Regions from separate parts of the Pan troglodytes genome. Here region 1 is linked to region 2. The links are chromatin contacts, called in public Hi-C maps. All regions are on one chromosome and are shown on one strand. Each heading gives the region's core, a stretch centred on a gene start, on an enhancer-like site or on the middle of the called end of the contact. The rest is flanking DNA. Distances are from core to core; before and after follow the strand shown.

What was found. Hi-C and Micro-C count contacts between places; a contact is called where the count stands out from the background.
Region 1: a Hi-C map of stem cell-derived neural progenitor cells shows a contact between it and region 2, with 2.1 times the contacts expected there. The contact joins the promoter of GTF2H4 here to the promoter of FLOT1 in region 2. A contact is called at or near these places in 2 of 7 Hi-C or Micro-C datasets (induced pluripotent stem cells and stem cell-derived neural progenitor cells) and 1 of 1 datasets of contacts at active chromatin or transcription factors (stem cell-derived excitatory neurons).

The regions. Positions count from the first base shown.
Region 1 is chr5:36,787,876-36,790,578 of NHGRI_mPanTro3-v2.0_pri, reverse strand. It overlaps GTF2H4 (general transcription factor IIH subunit 4), which reads right to left and starts at 1,356. Exons shown (of 13, transcript NM_001045503.1): 1 at 1,220-1,356; 2 at 854-958; 3 at 330-461. The coding sequence starts at 1,356.
Region 2 is chr5:36,620,762-36,623,598 of NHGRI_mPanTro3-v2.0_pri, reverse strand. FLOT1 (flotillin 1) reads left to right here and starts at 1,453. Exons shown (of 12, transcript NM_001042381.1): 1 at 1,453-1,495; 2 at 1,775-1,850; 3 at 1,938-2,028; 4 at 2,307-2,450. The coding sequence starts at 1,453. LOC107975444 (a long non-coding RNA gene) reads right to left here and starts at 720. Exons shown (of 2, transcript XR_001718987.4): 1 at 547-720; 2 at 1-409.

The DNA.
Region 1 (2,703 bases), core at 107-2,606, 170 kb before region 2:
ACACCACTGCACTCTGGCCTTGGTGACAGAGTGAGACTCTGTCTCAAAAACAAACAAAACAGAACAACAAAAAAAGAGTAAGGAACCCTGTCTGTGTTCCTTGCTGCCCTCTGCCATCTTTCCACCCTTATCCTCAGGGGCCATGAGTGGGGGACATTTCCTACACCACACACTACATCTGGTCCAACTTACTCCTAAAGGAGTTCCCAACGTGGAGACCACAAGGTTCTGGGAAGGCCCCTAGGAGCTCCCCCTCCCAAAGTTTAATTAGTGGTTTAATAAGCAGCAGTTCCCCTGCCCTAGCTTAGGAAGAGACAGAAGTGACATACCCACCCAGAAGGGCAATGCGGAGGTTCTGGCGGAAAATGGGGTTGAGGATGAGGCCCTGGAGCCCGCCTGGGAGCAGCTGGGTGTGCCAGATCCGGAGGCCGCTCAGCAGCCCTGTACTTTCCTCCTGAGCCCTGGAACAGAAGCAGAGAGGTGAGTAGGGTATTTGGAGAACAAAAAGGAGGCCCATAAAAGCCACCATCTCTGCCTGTTCTGAACTTGCTGATCCTTGGAACACTGTTCCACAGAGTGAAATTAGTATCCTCTTAAGACAAATTCTTTACTGCATTACTTATCAGAGCCTCATTACAGATATCACACATAACTCTTTAAGAGGGAGGATACATTTGAAAGCAAGATCTCAGCTGGGAAATAAATAAAAGGGAAAAGGCAGTATGCAGAGTTTCCCAAATGTATTTATTTTTAAGTTTTGTGATATATCTATTAACACTTCCTGGAAGTGCTCCAAGGAACAGCAGTTTGGGAAATGTAGCTGTTGAGAAATTTGTATCTGGCTGAGACTTACTTGCTGAATTCCTTCTTTACCCACAGAGCTACAGCAGCCTGTGGCAAAGGCTGCTCCAGAAAGAGCATCCGCATCACCCAGTTCTTAGCCAAGGATGGGAGCTCCCTGTACAGGGACAGAGGTCAAAGGTTAATATCAGAAGCTGCATTGTATCTGCATCTCTGCCCTCAGTTACCTCTCAAACATCTCATCTCACTCCAGCACAACTTTACCAGTCCTGCTGTTTTGGCCTCCACACTTTAGAGCAATTTCCAACCCTCGCCCCCAGTCCCCACCCCGACTCCAGGCTGCTACACTTTTACCTATGATATTTTATTCCAGTCCGCAGACCCCATTACATTTCCCTGCCATGAAGGGGCTCCTCACCTGAAGACAGCCAGACATGTGGCAGGGTGCCCATACAATCGGTCCAATACCCCAGGGCTCAGGCCCCCTAAGAATTCCTGCAGATTCCTGCATTGTAGGTGTACTCGGTTCAGTCCCCTTGAAGGGGTGCTCTCCATCACCTGAGGAATGCAAACGTCAGAAGTGCAACCTCACCATCCATGCCAGTGTCACCCCTGACCTTTCTAACTGATTCCAGATCCATCAGTCCCCACAATAACCCCACCTTTTCTGTGGTCTCCTTTCCCATGTCACTCATCTCCTCTGGTTTCTCCCAAACCTGACCAATCTCCCTCCCTTTCTTGCCTCCTCACCCTATTTCTGCCCTTCAACTCCAGTCTTCCCTCAATTACCAAGTGACAGAATTGTTAACTGTCCAGTGTTTGCAAGATCATTTTGTATTTCAATGACTTGTCTCATCTTTGGCTAAACAAGGACAAAGAAAATTGAGCCCACACCTCTCTCTTCCATCCCATCCTGATCAGACCAGTCTATAAGCTCCAAATCTGCCCGTCCTTCCTATCTTCTATCTCTTAGCCCACTTCTGCTAAGTACGGCGGTAACCTCTCCCCTCCATGCTTCCCAAATCTAAAGCCACCTCTTTTCCCTTCCCAAGTCTACTTCACGTCATTCACCCTGACCCACGCCTTCCGATCTCCTAGCTTCTCCCTGCCTTCCTCTCACTCTTCGCCTCTCACTCACCTCTCTCTCTCTCATACCTCTGCCACTCCCGCCCTCCTAGGTCCCCTCACCACTCTGTCGATCCTCCTCGCGCACCCCGAGTCTCGGGCCGTCGCTTAATCGGAGCCAAAGTCTCGCATTGGCTCCTGGAGATTGAGGGAAAGATGGTGAAAAAATGCGAGGAAAAGATGGGGAAAGCAAAGAAAGATTTCACAGGCAAGAGCCCGGAATGGAGAATTCAGAAGAGAAGGGAGGTAAGGGGAGGAGTGGAAAAGTGAAGAGGATGAGAATAGACGCTGCACTCTCCGGGCGCGGGGGATGCTGGGAATTGGAGTCTTGCCTTTGCTCTCCTTAGAGCCGGCTGAAGCGCGTCTGACTACAAATCCCGAAAGGCACCGTGGGGAAGCCGAAAGGAGAGGAGCTGGCTTTTAATTGAGCGAGGGGAGACACCAGAAGCTGGACCAGTTGGTTCCGCGAAGGCAGAACCAACTCCGCCCACGCTGCTAACGGCGCGTGTAACCGGCTGGAGCGGGAGGCGGGTCCGGGAAAGTAGAAGTGCCTGGAGGGCTTCCTTGCGGAGGCGCGCTATGGCGACTTGGTGGTGAGCCGAGTGAGCACAATTACTCCCCGTAAAATTGGGATAATACACACTCCAGGCCGGGCGCGGTGACTCACGCCTGTAATCCTAGCACTTTGGGAGGCCGAGGCGGCGAATCACCCGAGGTCAGGAGTTCGAGACCATCCTGGCCAACATGGTGAAACCCCGTCTTTACTAAAAATACAAA
Region 2 (2,837 bases), core at 204-2,703:
TAGGTGATGGAGATGTGTACGTAATATTTATTTTAACTTATGCAAGGGTGTGAGATGTTCCCCCTGCTGTAAATGCAGGTCTCTTGGTATTTATTGAGCTTTGTGGGACTGGTGGAGGCAGGACACCTGGAACTGCGGCAAAGTAGGAGAAGAAATGGGGAGGACTCGGGTGGGGGAGGACGTCCCGGCTGGGATGAAGTCTGGTGGTGGGTCGTAAGTTTAGGAGGTGACTGCATCCTCCAGCATCTCAACTCCGTCTGTCTACTGTGTGAGACTTCGGCGGACCATTAGGAATGAGATCCGTGAGATCCTTCCATCTTCTTGAAGTCGCCTTTAGGGCGGCTGCGAGGTAGAGGGTTGGGGGTTGGTGGGCTGTCACGGAGCGACTGTCGAGATCGCCTAGTATGTTCTGTGAACACAAATAAAATTGATTTACTGTCTGCAGTCTTGAGTGTATCTTTGCAAGCGCCCACTCCCCACTCCTCCCCGCCTTCAGATGGCAAGGACCGGCGGGAGGCGCCGTGGCCGAGTCCCAGGCCCGCGCACCTCCCTGGGCCCAGGAGCCCCTTTTCCTGGAGTCACAGAACCCAGCATCCGGTTGCCGGATGTAGTCTTTCATTGCCCAGTCTGCGGTTTTCCCAGGTAGTTGCCCCGCGGCGAATCCGAGATGTGGCAATCACCCTTACGCCAGGGTGCCAGGCGGTGGTCAAGTCCCTCACCCGGGGGCGGAGCGTGGCGCGGCGTGGGCGGGATTCCCGGCTCAAGAAGGGCGGTGACTGGGGCGGCAGGGATGTGGCCCTCCCCGGGCTAACCAGGCAGCCCGGCTGGGCCCGAGAGCCAGCGGGCGGGCGGGCTGCGGACTCTAGCGGGGCCTGCCGGGAAAGGGGCGGGCCGAGCGCACTGGGCCGAGGCGGGGCGAAGTGGGGGTGCTTAGTCCGTTGCGGGGGGCGGGGTCGCGTCTCCGCAGCAACAGGGTGCGGCCGGGTGGGGAACGCGGGAGCGGGGCCAGCTCCCAGGAAAGCTGGTCTGCGAGCGGCCCCTGCCCGTCTCCCAGGTCCCTGCGCGACCCCGCCCTTCCCGAGACCCCAGCCGGGCTGCCGCCCGTGTCCCGGAAGGTGAGTGGGGGAGGGGAGATGGAGCCTGGGGCTGCCGAGAAGCAGGGAGAGAGGGGAAAGGTCTGCAGGCCTCTGGGCGCGGGGGACCTTTATCAAAGGGAGCGGCGAGGGGAAGGGAGGGACCATACGCAGGCGGAGAAGAGGTAGCTGGGGATCTTAAGGATTTTGCAGGGAAAAGCCTTAGCGGACCCATGGGTGCAGAAGGGACGGGCCGTGGCGGATGCAGACTGGGAGGGCCTGACGGGAAAGGGAAAGGATGGGCCCCTGTGGACGCCACAGCGCGCCTTCCCCATCCGCAAAGGCTTTCCCTCCCTCTCCTCCAGCTCCAGCCTGAACCATGTTTTTCACTTGTGGCCCAAATGAGGCCATGGTGGTCTCCGGTAAGTACTGTTGTTCCCTTCCCAGCCAGTGACCCCAGAACCCCTGTGAGTCTGGCCTCTGCCCCTTCTCCCTCTCCCTACCAACTTCCCAACGCCAGACTTCTGCCCCTTGATGGCCACGAACTGCCCAGTTTGATTCCTACCATTCCAAGGCCCAGACTGCTTCCCCTCCAGCTCCCAGATTCTCTCCTGTGGGTTGCTGTCCCCTCACCCCCGCCAGTTCCTCAGTCTTCCACATTCAAGCTCTGCCACCGTTCCTCACTGCCCCACACCTTGCAGGGTTCTGCCGAAGCCCCCCAGTCATGGTGGCTGGAGGGCGTGTCTTTGTCCTGCCCTGCATCCAACAGATCCAGAGGTAGGCAAGAAGGGAACCAGGGAAGGGGGACCTCCGTTTTCTCTTTTTCCTCCTCTTCTTACTGTCTGCCCCTTCTTTTTCCCCTAGGATCTCTCTCAACACACTGACCCTCAATGTCAAGAGTGAAAAGGTTTACACTCGCCATGGGGTCCCCATCTCAGTCACTGGCATTGCCCAGGTGAAGCTTTCAGAGCCTTTTCCCCAAAGTCCACTTCCCCATCACCCTCTCCCAGACATTAAGACATCTTCTGGCCACAGTCTTCTCAACCCTTGCCTGCAGAGAAGTTCCTCTGCTAGTCTCATCTTTTCCAGGCACCCCAAGGCACTTGCCTCCTCCTCCTTTCTTTCCCTGAAATGGAAGAAGCGTTTCTTAGAGGGCTCTCCCTTCTCTCTCTGCTTTTTCTCTGACTTCATGAGACCCCCACCACACCTTTCCTACCCCTACTCTGGCTACAGGTAAAAATCCAGGGGCAGAACAAGGAGATGTTGGCGGCCGCCTGTCAGATGTTCCTGGGGAAGACGGAGGCTGAGATTGCCCACATTGCCCTGGAGACGTTAGAGGGCCACCAGAGGGCCATCATGGCCCACATGACTGTGGAGGTTGGCCTCGGGGCAGGGAACCATCTGGAAGGATGTCAAAATGAGGGGGGCCCAAGGCCCACACTAGTCTGTGAGAGACAGTGGATCCAAGAGCATACATCCCGGCCAGGCAGGGTGGTTCATGCCTGTAATCCCAGCACTTTGGGACGCCAAGGTGGGCAGATCACTTGAGGTCAGGAGTTCGAGACCAGCCCAGCCAACCTGGTGAAACCCCTTCTCTACTACAAATACAAAAATTAGCTGGGTATGGTGGTGGGTGTCTGTAATCCCAGCTACTTGGGAGGCTGAGGCAGGAGAATCACTTGAACCCAGGAGGCAGAGGTTGCAGTGAGCCAAAAAAAAAAAAAACAAAAAACTTACATCCCTTCTCCCCACCATCCTGTTATC